2 separate regions of the Triticum aestivum genome follow, and region 2 is linked to region 1. Evidence: chromatin contacts called from public Hi-C data. All regions are on one chromosome and are shown on one strand. Each heading gives the region's core, a stretch centred on a gene start, on an enhancer-like site or on the middle of the called end of the contact. The rest is flanking DNA. Distances are from core to core; before and after follow the strand shown.

Evidence for each region. A called contact is a pair of places that touch in the nucleus more often than the background predicts.
Region 2: a contact with region 1 is called in a Hi-C map of leaf, with 5 times the contacts expected there. The contact joins the promoter of LOC123084994 here to the enhancer-like site in region 1. A contact is called at or near these places in 2 of 5 Hi-C or Micro-C datasets (both in leaf).

The regions. Positions count from the first base shown.
Region 1 is chr4A:38,036,990-38,043,671 of IWGSC CS RefSeq v2.1, forward strand. No RefSeq gene overlaps it. Among protein-coding and RNA genes, the nearest start is that of LOC123084993, 72 kb to the left of the region's middle. Within about 2 kb of position 3,697, at least 1 of the 8 cell types and tissues checked has an H3K27ac peak or open chromatin away from gene starts, as enhancers often do. A contact at or near this core is called in leaf, where this site is marked.
Region 2 is chr4A:38,291,462-38,298,143 of IWGSC CS RefSeq v2.1, forward strand. It overlaps LOC123084994 (strigolactone esterase D14), which reads left to right and starts at 3,719. Exons shown (of 2, transcript XM_044506545.1): 1 at 3,719-4,471; 2 at 4,576-5,456. The coding sequence starts at 3,996. The coding sequence ends at 5,008.

The DNA.
Region 1 (6,682 bases), core at 2,447-4,946:
ACCCTCTCCTGTGAGGGAGAAGGGCTATATATAGTGTGAGTGCAAAACAGACCATTGAGCCACATAGTGCACAGGGGCTGACGGACGTCCAGTGGGCACTGGACGATCGGTGATTCAGATTGGACCGGACGTCCGGCCGGGCGGCCGGTCATCTGCTCGCTGGAACACCTACTAGGCCAGAGACAAGGCACGAGACACACAACCAGCGGTCGTCCGGAAGGCGCAGGCCGTCTGCAGCCCGGACGTTTGGTGTGGTCGGAAATCCGCTAATTAACATTCTATTGAGGCAACCGGAAATCTGGAGAGGAGCGGACGTCCGGAGACCGGTCGCCTGGTGAGACCGGATTTTCGCTAATTTAGCTTCTGTGAGGAGGCACCGGACATCCGGGAAGAGTCAAATGCCCGGTCGGCTGTGAGGGATCGGACGTCCGTAGAACGTCCGGTGATATCTGAACCTACCAGCTTAGAACCATACCAAAAATTGTGCACACGTTAGAGGAAGAACTTGAGATGGCACAAAGATGATGTGTGAGGATATTTTGTGGGTTTGAGCTAGTTCTTTCACGAAATCCAACGATCCCCTCTTCATAGTGCGGGATCCCTATACTCAAGAACGAATCGAAAAGGAGCCGAAGCTTTTTGTCTTTGTCTTGTATCTCTGCTCCTGAGTGATATATATTTGTTCGTAGTCGTGATCCACACACGACCCTTGAGACATAATCCTGAGATTTACTTGATAAACATGATTAGTCCCAAAATGCATGTTATCAACATCAAAATACGATTAAGGGCATGATTGCACTTTCACCTATGTTGGCATTCCTGCAGGTGTTGTAGGATCAACCGTACAACTTGATACTCCTCGAGCAACACCGGTCGGCGGAGGGCCAAATCTACGGTGAGCGCGCAAGTGAGGACACTGGGCCGCCATGGTCATGGCGAACACGAACTTCGTCGCAGAGGAGTGGGTGCTCTACGAGGCCGGACGTGCTCAAGTCCCCGCTCGCAATGTAGAGGTAGCGTAACCGGACGCGGTCGCACATGCGCCAGCGTTGTCGGCGCAGGCGGTCGAGGACGGGTACGCCGCCGTCCAACTTTCGGGGGCACGTTGAAAGAAATATGCCCTAGAGGCAATAATAAAGTTGTTATTTTATATTTCCTTATATCATGATAAATGTTTATTATTCATGCTAGAATTGTATTAGCGGGAAACTTAATACATGTGTGGATACATAGAGAAAACACTGTATCCCTAGTAATACTAGACTAGCTCGTTAATCAAAGATGGTTAAGTTTCCTAACCATAGATATGTGTTGTCATTTGATGAACGGGATCACATCATTAGGAGAATGATGTGATGGACAAGACCCATCCGTTAGCATAGCATATTGATTGTTCAGTATTATTGCTATTGTTGTCTTCATGTCAAATACATATTTCTTCGACTATGAGATTATGCAACTCCCGGATACCGGAGGAATGCCTTGTGTGCTATCAAACGTCACAACGTAACTGGGTGATTATAAAGATGCTCTACAGGTATCTCCAAAGGTGCTTGTTGAGTTGGCATAGATCGAGATTAGGATTTGTCACTCCAAGTATCGAAAAGGTATCTCTGGGCCCTCTCGGTAATACACATCATAAGTTTGCAAGCAAATGACTAAGGAGTTAGTCACGAGGTGATGCATTACGGAACGAGTAAAGAGACTTACCGATAACGAGATTGAACTAGGTATGATGATACCGACGATCGAATCTCGGTCAAGTAACATACCGATGGACAAAGGGAATTACGTATGCTGTCATAAGGTTCGACCGATAAAGATCTTCGTAGAATATGTAGGAGCCAATATGGGCATCCAGGTCCCGCTATTGATTATTGACCAGAGAGGTGTCTCGGTCATGTCTACATAGTTCTCGAACCCGTAGGGTCCGCATGCTTAACGTTCGTTGATGAGATAGTATTACATGAGTTATGTATGTTGGTGACCGAATGTTGTTCGGAGTCCCGGATGAGATCACAGATAGGACGAGGAGCTCCGGAATGGTCTGAAGGTAAAGATTGATATATAGGATGATATGGTTAGGCCAAGGGGTAAAGCCCACGGGGTTTTAGGTCGGTGCAAAAGGAGTTTTGCGGAGGCCAGGTGGCTAAACGCCGGAGACCTTGGCGTCTAGCCCTGGGCCGGACGCGGAGGCCCATGGCGTCTAGGCCAGACGCCAAGGATTATGACGTCTGGTCCTGGAAGTCCGAGAATGACTCTTCCTAGCGGGCAAAACCGACTTTGAGGAGGCTTTTACTCCAAGTTTTGACCCCAGAGCTCAGCATATAAATAGAGGGGCAGGGCTAGCACCCAAGACACATCAAGATACACCAAGCCATGTGCCGGCAACCCCGCCCCTCTAGTTTATCCTCCGTCATAGTCTCCGTTGTGCTTGGCGAAGCCCTGCGAAGATTGTTCTTCACCAACACCGTCATCATGCCGTTGTGCTGCCGGAACTCATCTACTACTTCGCCCCTCTTGCTGGACCAAGAAGGCGAGGACGTCATCGAACTGAACGTGTGTTGAACGCAGAGGTGCCGTACGTTCGGTACTTGATCTAGACGGGTCGTGAAAGTGTATGACTACATCAACCGCGTTGATAAACGCTTTCGCTTTGCGATCTTCAAGGGTATGAATATGCTCTCCCCTCTCGTAGCTATGCATCTCCATGGATAGATCTTACGTGAGCGTAGGAAATATTTTGAAATTGCATGCTATGTTTCCCAACACGCATGTGGCAGGTCGACAGTGACGGACCGTCCACGTCCATCATCAAACTCACGTCCATCGGCACCAGCGACGGACAGGCCGCGAACTCCTCCAGGGATGAGTAGGGGATGGGAGGCGGCAGGGCATGGTGTCCCAAGTGGCCTGGTCCGTCTCCTATGTTCTATTATTTCTCGCCGGAGACCACATCTTCACTTCACGGGTCTTGAACCTCGTCGCTCATGGAGACGGCAGATGGAGTGCATGGTCGCCAATGCGAAATAAAAAGAAAGTGGACGACGGGAGGTGCCGTAGGATAGGTTTAGGTCTGACCGCTTTTTTAGTGAACAATGTCTGAAATGTAATGAATGTGCTTCGGTTTATATGAAAATCAGCTGGTTTGCATTAATTCCGCCTAATCTGTTGAAATGCGGTTTGAATTGTATACAGATAACGGCCGGCTCTCGTATCCATGTCTGCGAACTGACCCCCTATCCGTGGACGGACGTGGGAGAAAATCTGGATTCAGCGTTGGAGATGCCTGTACCAAGTCCTAGTGACTCCGTGATACTGATTTTGTCGTGGGCTGGATGGATGGGACTTCATTTATTAGGAAATTATCTTTTTTCTTGTTTTTTCAAATTGCCCTCCAAGATTTCTTGTTTTTTCAAATTGGAAACATCTTCAAAAAAAATTGTGAGACTTCATTTATTAGAAAATTATCTTTTTTTACTAAAGTGTGACTTTTATTTACAAAAAATGAAGCATCAAAAGGGAACAGCCTAATAGACGTTTTCCAAGGATTCCTCTACAGCTCTACTGCATGACAATCCTCTATGGGCCCCGGAGGCGATATTATCTGCGACTTGTGGACTACATTTCATACGGATCGCAGTCTCCGAGTCAGCCATCCCGGAACTGCTATGGTGCGGAGACCTAACGCATTGGTGGCGCCATGTCCACTCAGGCAGGGTCAGGGATAGCGAGGATCAGGGCCGGGCTCGCTCTCATCTCCCCAATGTGGACAAAGAATATCGCCGAAATGTGATTGGCAAACAATTTACATATATGCTTGTGATGATAGCGTGCTGATGGGGATGTCCCTAATGCCGACACATCACCAGCCACAGCAGCTGCAAAGCAGGCTGATCGCTCTTAATTAATTATCAGGGATCCCCAATCAACAGCCTACTTGGTGGAGCCTAGGGCTTCATCTGGTCAGCTATGGTGTGCTTGAGCCGTATACTTTTCTTGTCCTGGAGGTTTATCTGACCATGGGCAATCTTCCGTCTTATGCTTTTCTTAATTTTCATGGAGAAAGTGCCATTTTGTTGGTAAAATTTTGCCTACAAGATTCAAGGATTGTATCTTCCTACTCCCAGGATTCAAGGAGTATATGTCTATGGCTGCTTTTATACCCCCGAGAAAAGAAAAATACGCATCGTGGAACGGACCTCTGAGCAATATATTTCAAGTGCTAAAAATAAAATACTGCCAAAGATGCCAGCAAATGCTCATTCCAAATTCTTTAGGTGTGTTATGATAAGATAGTATTTTTTTGTTGGCAACATGATAAGCTAGAGTTCAAGTACCTAGCTGTAGAGCTTTACGATTTTTAGATGGACTTGAGCAAAGCGGGTCCTTGCAATGTAAATTGCTAAAAAAGAAGGAAAGAATCAAATCAAAGGTGACTCAGATGAAAATAACTATCTTATCCTGGGGCCAACCTCCTTTAGTTTATTTTCCTGTTTATTTGTCATAGCATCCAGTTGTCGTTGTCTCCGCTGATACAGATAGGACGTCCCAATTTTGTGAACACAATGTTATTTAAATTCAATTACTTAAAAGTGTTAAAGTAACATTTTCTGTATGGAAGCACAAATCACATACCAGTTCTTGATCTTTCTGAACCCAGACATTCAGGAAACCTATTATAAATCTCAAAAAAAAAAAACTCTTACATGGAGTAGCCAACTTTACTCTTTGGCGGCTCAAAAGATAAAACCTTACTCGCCAGCCGATATGTTTGGGCTCTATCTTTACTGCTGCCGAGTTGCTTTCACATCAATTTTCTTTCAGATAACACCAGGCTGGTGACTGGTGAGGGCCGTCATATTCACCTGTCATTTAACTCCAACTGCTCTCATTATTTTTGTGATGGGTCAAGGATCCAATTTTAGAAATATCGGCGTAATTTACTGAAGCCTGGTAGTGATTGTTCGATAAAGGACATTTTTATTATCTCAAAGATAGCATCAAACCGATACAAATTATGATGAGTAACATCTGACCTTTGCATAACTAAGATGTATTCATGCAATGAAGCTTGGCAATGATGTCAGTGAAAATCCATATGAAGAAAATTGTGTGCAAGTTCCACCGGGTTACGTATATATGACTGCTAAGTGAAATGGGTAATGTTGCAACGTCCCCATGTACCGGGAATACAAAGGGGGCAAAGAACGTGAGCTAAGTACTGCTAACGTTCACTCACTAGTAGAAAAAGGACCTAATGTGAGACACATTAGTGCCGGTTTGATTTTAGCCCGGTACTAATGGTACCATTAGTGTCGGTTCGAATGGCTATGCATTAATGCCGGTTCGTGTTGAACCTTTAGTACCGGTTCGGTTCGTGCCACGAACCGATACTAAAGGGGTGATGGCAGGCTGGCGTCAGGCCGGGGCCCCACGATCACCTTTAGTACCGGTTCGTGTCACAAACCGGTACTAAAGGGGTCTGATCTATAGTACCGGTTTGTGACACAAACCGGCATTATAGGGCAATTTTCAAACTCTATCCCCCTCTGTGTCGCCATTTCAGTTCTGAAAAAATCAAAACAAAATGATAAAAACTTCAAAAAATAAAATCATTCGAGAGGTAGTTATATTACTACATCTACTAGTTAGGAAAATTTGAAAACTTAAATTTGGTCATGTTTTGCAAAAAGTGTAGGGAAAATGTAAAACGGCTATAACTTTTGCATACGATGTCGGAAAAAAAATGTATAATATATCAAAAACTTCAGCACAAAAATTCGCATCCGATGGAGACCGCCTACGGTCTGTTTGCAATTTTTTAGAATCTTCAAATTCCAAAATGAAAAAAAGATATGGTCAAATTTCAGTTTTTTTTTTAAAAAATTGGTTAAATCTGGTCAAACTACTTATTCAAGAAGTATTAATGTTACTACATAATTATTCAAAAATATTAGTGTTACTAAATAATTATTTCAATTTTTTAAATTTTGGTCAAATTTGATCAAACTATGGTCAAACTTATTCAAGAAATATTAATGTTACTAAATAATTACTATTTTCTAGAATAATAGTTTCAAACTCAAACGGTGAAACGTGTGACCTAATGCTCAAGCTAAACTGCTGAGGGTTAATAGGATTGACAGCTTACATTTGTCAGGAAAACAACAAGTGCAGACTTGGAATGTATGGGGAATAGAACTCCGAAGTTAAGCGTGCTCAGGCTGGGGGAGTGAGAGGATGGGTGACCGGCCGGGAAGTCAGGCGATTTGGAATGAGTGATCCACACTTGAGCAGTTAAGAGAGGTGATTAGAGACTAAATCATCAAATAATTCAGAAAAATTAAAAACCGAAAAAATCATTTTTTTTCCAAAAAATTCAAAAAACCGGTACTAAAGGTCCCCCATACCAGGGCGCGAGCTCACGCCACGTGGTGGCACTTTAGCGCCGGTTCGTGCCGAACCGGTACTAAGGGGGGGTGCTTTAGTGCCCACCATTTAGTGTCGGTTATGGAACCAGCACTAAAGACCCTTACGAAGCAGCGCTAAATCTCCGTTTTCTACTAGTGACTAGTGATGTAGGCCACCCAAACCCACGTCTAAAAATCTATGAAAGATTTTATAAAATGTACTAGGACATGCAAATAAAATTGGAGAATACACTGTGTTTTTATAT
Region 2 (6,682 bases), core at 2,469-4,968, 250 kb after region 1:
AAGACAAACACAATGCAACTATTGATTTGGATGATGATGACAATGAGGCTTCAAGTGATGGCGGCAAGAGGAGCCCTACACGGAACTCAGTTGCCTACTCCAAGCCAAAAAGACCAAAGGGAGAGAAACTAGCAAAAGAAGAAGAAGAAGAAGAAGAAGAAGAAGAAGAAGAAGAAGAAGAAGAAGAAGAAGAAGAAGAAGAAGAAGAAGAAGAGATAAAGAGTGCTATGGAGGCTATTATGAAGGCAAGAAAGGAAGCAAACAAGGAGAGGAGGGTGGCAAGGAGCCAAGATCCAGCGGCCGAGGATAGGAGGGTGGCGGCCAAGGAGAGAAAAGTGGCATTGAAGGAGAACAAATTGGCCATGGAGGAGCAAGCAAGATTATTGGAATGGTAGAAGTACTTGTTCTTCATGGACACATCCAACTTCGATGAGAGGCAAAAGGAGTGCATCAACCTTTGCCGTGATCAAATCTTGATGCAAAAAAGAATGATGTGCATGGGAGGCATGGGAGCTTCCATGGGTGGCATGAAAGCACCTATGGGAGGCATGGGAGCTTCCATGGATGGCATCGAAGGCATGGGAGCTTCTATGGGAGCTACCATGAGAGACATGAGTTTTGTGTCTATCATGGGAGGCATGGGAGCACCTACGGGAGGCATGGGTGGCATGGGAGTTTCCGGTGTGCCTCACATGCCTTCGCGTGATGCCTTTGTTGATAGTGCAAACACCGTCCCGAGTTTCCAATGAAGGAGAGAACAAACAAGAGGATGGAGAATCAGAAGAAGAAACGGACGAAGAAGAGGAGGCAAATGAGGAGGAGAAGATGGGGAATGATTGTTGATGTTTAATTTGTTTGTGTGAACTTGTTTGTCATAAACTTGGTTGTGATCATCTTGTTTGTGGGAACTTTGCATTTTTTGAATTGTGCTATGTTTCTCATTGATGTTTGAGATCATCTTGTCTGTGTGAAATTTGCATATTTTGGATGTTTGAGATCATCTTGTATGTGTTGTTTGTGCGTCGTGCTCTATTTTACCGCACCTGCTGAAGCGGCACACTGGCGCTTTTTGGGCGCCTGCTGAAGCAACTGAGTAGTTCGGCATTGTAAAAAACTTTTAGCGTGCCTGTTGGAGATCCTCTTATATATAAAGCAACCATCAACCAGAGTACATGGCAGAACAGGGTAGCCCTCAAACAATGTTGATCCTAGAATAAGCGTATCACCAAGGACACGACTAGGCTACCGAAAGAGAGTCGGGATGGACTGAGTACAAAGCCACACAATGCCCTAAAACATCTAAGCTTCACGACAACGCCCTAAAACACCTAAGCTGCATGACAACACCCCTAGGAGGGAAAACAACGCCAAGTGTCAAAGCTGCCAAGTCCAAACAGACAAGAGTTCTCACCTGGAACCTTGACTCGGAGAAGAGCACCTCGACGACATCTTCAGGATGAGAGCGGCACTCGTGCGCGTCGCTGTCATCGGCGACAAAGCACGGAGCTTTCGATCGGCAGTTCTACCGTGCCACCATGAGGCCTCCAGGACACACGCGGCGAGATCAGACCCCCCAGTTCCTTGCCTTCTTCATCGTGCGAGCCGTCCGCGCTGCTGGCCTAGATCTAGGAGAAGGGAGGAGCTACCACCACCCGTGCCCCGCTATCGAACATCAACCGTGGCCGCCTAAGCCACCGCGATTACCTCACCAATGGGCGCATCCACCGCGCGATGGGCTGAAAGGATCACGTGAAGATGAACTTGCCCCAGCCCAAGACCCTTTCCACAACCCAACGGATCCACACCTTTAGGAATCTAGAGGAGGCTGCCGAGTGCCTCGCCCCCGGCCGGTGGTCGTGGTCGCCCCTGCAGGGCCAAATCCGCGCTGGATCTGCGCCCTCAGTGCCGCCCATGCCCTAGCCCCCAACCCGACGCCACGCCTTGGCCTCCCACCATGCAACCACCACGGGATGGTCGCCCGCCCGCACCACCGCCCGACCGAGAGCCCAGCCGCCACCCCACCCCACCCCGCACCAGCACCACGCCCCCGCTATGCCGCCACATCTCGCGGTGCTGCCACATGCCAAGAGAGGAAGAGGAACCTGGCGCCGTTGACGCCAACCGGGCTTCGCCCCGTGACGGGGAGGGAAAGAGAGGTTGGAGGAAGCGACCGTGGGTTGGAGGCTAGGGTTAGCCCAACGCCGCTCGCGAGAACGACACAAGATGTTTTTTCAGTCTACGGGCTCATTTTATTATCTCACTGTACCATGACCTTTGAGGTTTGCAACAAGGAACCATATATTTTGCACTAACAATCCGCACACAGCCAAAATATACAAACTAGCTAGTTTGATTGTAGTATATCTGACGTTCAAGGCCCGCTCGTTAGATCTAACGTGTAAATCCGCACCGCTGGTTTCACATGCCCCCGGGTGCCTTCCGGTACATGTGAGGTGGGGGAAGCCCTAGTTTGGGATTGGTCGTATTTGGTCACCCTAACTCTAGGTGGGACTCAGTTTAGGTGGCTCGACGTTGGTGGCGAGGCGATGACATCATTAGTGCCATGGAATAACATCTTCCCATCATGTCCTCGTCCCGAGGGTGCTGGTTGATGTTGGTAGAGAGTCGGAACTTCAGTCAAGGCAAAATCTTGGTTCCTATTTTTTTTCTAAGTTTCGTCCAAATGGTCTTGAACGATGTCCTCGCGGAGTGGATGTGATAGTTCTTGTTTTTATCTTCTGGCCTTTAACGTCTGGTGATGCATGACCAACTTCACCTTCATTGTGAAGGTGGTGACGTAAGGCCTTACCGATTCAATATGGTCGGATATGAATTGTTGTCTAGCCCCTTTGCCACCTTCTTCTCTGCGAGAGCGATCTAATGTCCAGTTCATTGTCGCTGATTTCTTCTAGCCCCGACAAGCAATTGCTCTGGCGTTGCGTCAACAACACTACCTTATCTTTGATTGTCTTTCACAAATCCAGATGCGGCATCGAGCATTGCTCACAGCGCACTGGCGACAAGTGTAGAAGGAAGACAAAGTTGATATACACAAGAACATGTGTGTTATTTTCTGCTTTTATAAGGATGGTCTTGCAAGGGTTGGAGAATTTTAACATATGGTCAAGGCCTTCTCGTGGGGGTGGGGGGGGGGAGGAGGTACCAAGTCATTTGAAAATGCACTATATTTAGCTTATATTAAAATTGGAAATTTCAAACATACAATTTGGTATTTTTGGCAGTAATCATGGTGCAAAGCCTAATTTAGGAACTTTATTGTGGTTAAATTAAATAATAAAACTGAATTAAATCGATTTACTAAAGATTTTTTTTCTGTACTTAAAATGAGGTTACAACCCCTGCTAAAAAGTACCTTCATTTCCACAATTATAATTGGAGAAGAAAGAAAATACAAGCGCTAGCATTACTAATAGGTAAAATAAAACATAGTAGCTAGTAAAAAAGGTAAAATAAAATATACTCGCCACTCCCCTTAATCTAGTACCGTACCAAAAAATTACAGTGTTACAAAACTGTACGATTGCCCCATATGCAGCTAATAAAGAAGACAGTGATGTTAGGCACCACAGAGCGGGTCAAAGTAATTTTGTAACAATGACATATTGACATCTCTGGGCCTGTCACGCGCACAAAAAACCAAATCAATAAAAAACAAAACCTAGCGGCTAGAATTATTAGGTGCCTCTCCTTTTTATCCGGTGCGGCGTGGATAATTGGGCACATCATCACACTATTCTACACCTCCAAAACGGAAACAAAACAAAACTCTCTCGTCGCCCACACCACACCAAACCAGACCAGGAAAGAAATCCAGAGGGGAGCAGAGCAAGCGAGGGGAATAAAGCAGAGGAGGGGAGAGAGAGGTAGCCAAGAACGCCATGGCCTCCGCTGCTTGCTAGCTAGCTAGCCAGCCAGCCAGTAGTATATAAGGAGCGGCACCGCCCGTGCGACCCAGGCCCCAAGGCAGTCGTCTCATGCTCCGGTCCACGCATCCCCTCAGCCCCAGCAGCGGCGGCAGCGGAGGTAGCAGCCCGGCCCCGGCGTCCAGCTCCGGCGAGGCGATGGTGGGGGGCGCGCCGAGCGGGGCGAAGCTGCTGCAGATCCTGAACGTGCGGGTGGTGGGCACCGGCGAGCGCGTGGTGGTGCTGTCGCACGGCTTCGGCACGGACCAGTCGGCGTGGAGCCGCGTGCTGCCGTACCTCATCCGCGAGCACCGCGTGGTGCTCTACGACCTCGTCTGCGCCGGCAGCGTCAACCCGGACCACTTCGACTTCCGCCGCTACAACAACCTGGACGCTTACGTGGACGACCTGCTCGCCATCCTCGACGCGCTCCGCATCCCGCGCTGCGCCTTCGTCGGCCACTCCGTCTCCGCCATGATCGGCATCCTCGCCTCCATCCGCCGCCCCGACCTCTTCGCCAAGCTCGTCCTCATCGGCGCCTCGCCTAGGTGGGTGGTCAATTATAGTTTTTCGTTTCCTTGCACCGTTGCACGCGACGCGCGGCGAACTAACCGACCGGAGTAATCAATCAATCGATCGATCGATCGAGCAGGTTCTTGAACGACAGCGACTACCACGGCGGGTTCGAGCTGGAGGAGATCCAGCAGGTGTTCCAGGCGATGTCGGCCAACTACGAGGCGTGGGCCAAGGGGTACGCGCCGCTGGCGGTGGGCGCGGACGTGCCGGCGGCGGTGCAGGAGTTCAGCCGGACGCTGTTCAACATGCGGCCGGACATCTCGCTGCACGTCTGCCAGAGCGTGTTCAAGACGGACCTCCGCGGCGTGCTGGGCATGGTGCAGGCGCCGTGCGTGGTGGTGCAGACCACCCGCGACGTCTCCGTGCCGGCCAACGTCGCCGCCTACCTCAGGGCCCACCTCGGCGGGCGCACCACCATCGAGCCCCTGCCGACGGAGGGCCACCTCCCCCACCTCAGCGCCCCCAGCCTCCTCGCCCAGGTGCTCCGCCGCGCGCTCGCCCGGTTCTAGCACCAGAAAAAAGTAAAAGAGAGAGAAGAAATTACTGCCGCTCTGGTCTACTCCTATGGATGAGTATAACGCGTGGCGGTCGGTTGTCCACGTCGTGCATGGCCCATCCTATCACCATGGACATGGAGTATCGTGTAGCGCGGATAACGAAGTTGACCTAGCTCCCATCTAGGAGCCGAGCCGAGCGTACGCGTACCGAACTGGCCCCGGCGGTGACTCGTACTACGCGATCATCTTGTCATCTGCTCGGGCGTGACAAGACATTCGCAGGCAGCGGCGTGTCGCGCTGCTCCACTGCACCTACCAGACTACTTTACTGGGTTTATTATCCAGCCACTATCTCCGAGAAATCTCATTTTGTAACATCAAGTTGCACGGGGTACGTACGTACTACTCGTATTTGATTAGGAAAAAGATAGGCTTGGTCTAACACGAGCCGTTTTTATTATTTGGGACGGGATGCTTAGCTTAGCTTAGCTTAGCCGTGGGGTAAGTGGGTGTGTGGGGGGGGCCACCGGAGCAGACGTGATGATCGGCGTGATGCTTAGCTTTTGATATGGTTGGTGCGCTGTTGCTTGCTCAAGCCCAACCCCAACCACAACCCACCCGACGCTAATATCTATCTAATCCAACTCGCTTGCGTTGGATGGGTGGGCATCAATCGAGCATTAATTAACAACAATGGTAATTAGCCGTCGTCGTCGTCATCGCCCGCATTGCATATTCCTTTGAATTCATTTTTTTTCCCGCCAACTAGTACGAACTATGGCCAACTCCACCGTGCGATCCTATCATGTCCGGCCCCGTCCGTTTGGATAAAATGGACAAAGGAGACGGCTCAGCGCGCGACGGCCCGGACTCATCTTGTTTGTTTTGTGTCCGGGCCGACCCATTTCGAGCGCAAACTTACGTCAGATTTGGGTCGCGACGGACATCAAACGGACGCGCCCCTCGTCCGCGTCGGGGCCGCGTGACAGGCGGCCACCTACCTCCCACCCGTCCACATCAATGCACACGAACGGGCGGCCCCATCTGTCATCCGCACGTCGGACGGTCGCCGTCCTTCTTTAAGTGGGAAGCGTGGACGGGTCGTCGTCCACACTGTCCCACGCCATTCCGCGGCCTCCTCGAAACCCGACAGCCCCAGTCCCAAACCCTAGCCAACACCTCGCCGGCCGGCCGCCCGCAGCCATGGGCCGCAAAGGCAAACACGACCGCGAGGCTGGTTCCTCGTCTGAACGCCGCCGCGAGCCCGCGTCGCCATCGCCACCACGCCGGGCCCCCGCGCCGCCCGCCTTCTCTATCGCGCCCACGTCCGCCAGTGAGCACGACCGGCATTACATCCGTGCGTCGGTGTGCCGCCGTTATTGGGAGACGAGGACGCCGCTCCCCTGGAGCGACGTCCATCTCCCTAATAACTGTCATCTCTCCGCCGACCGGGTCCCGATCCCGCCGGTCCCGACGAGCGGCCGTGCGCGCGACACGGAGATCGAGCGTCGCCGCCGCCTCCTCCCCGACGACCTCTTCTATGACCCCAGGTACGCTCCCGACTCCGGGCTCTGGGACACCTGGTTTCATGACGAGCACGACACCAGGCGCGCGTCGTTATTCGCCGGCACCTCAACGGGGCCGCGGCGGCCACGACAGGAGCGCGCAGCGCCTGCTCCCCAGGAG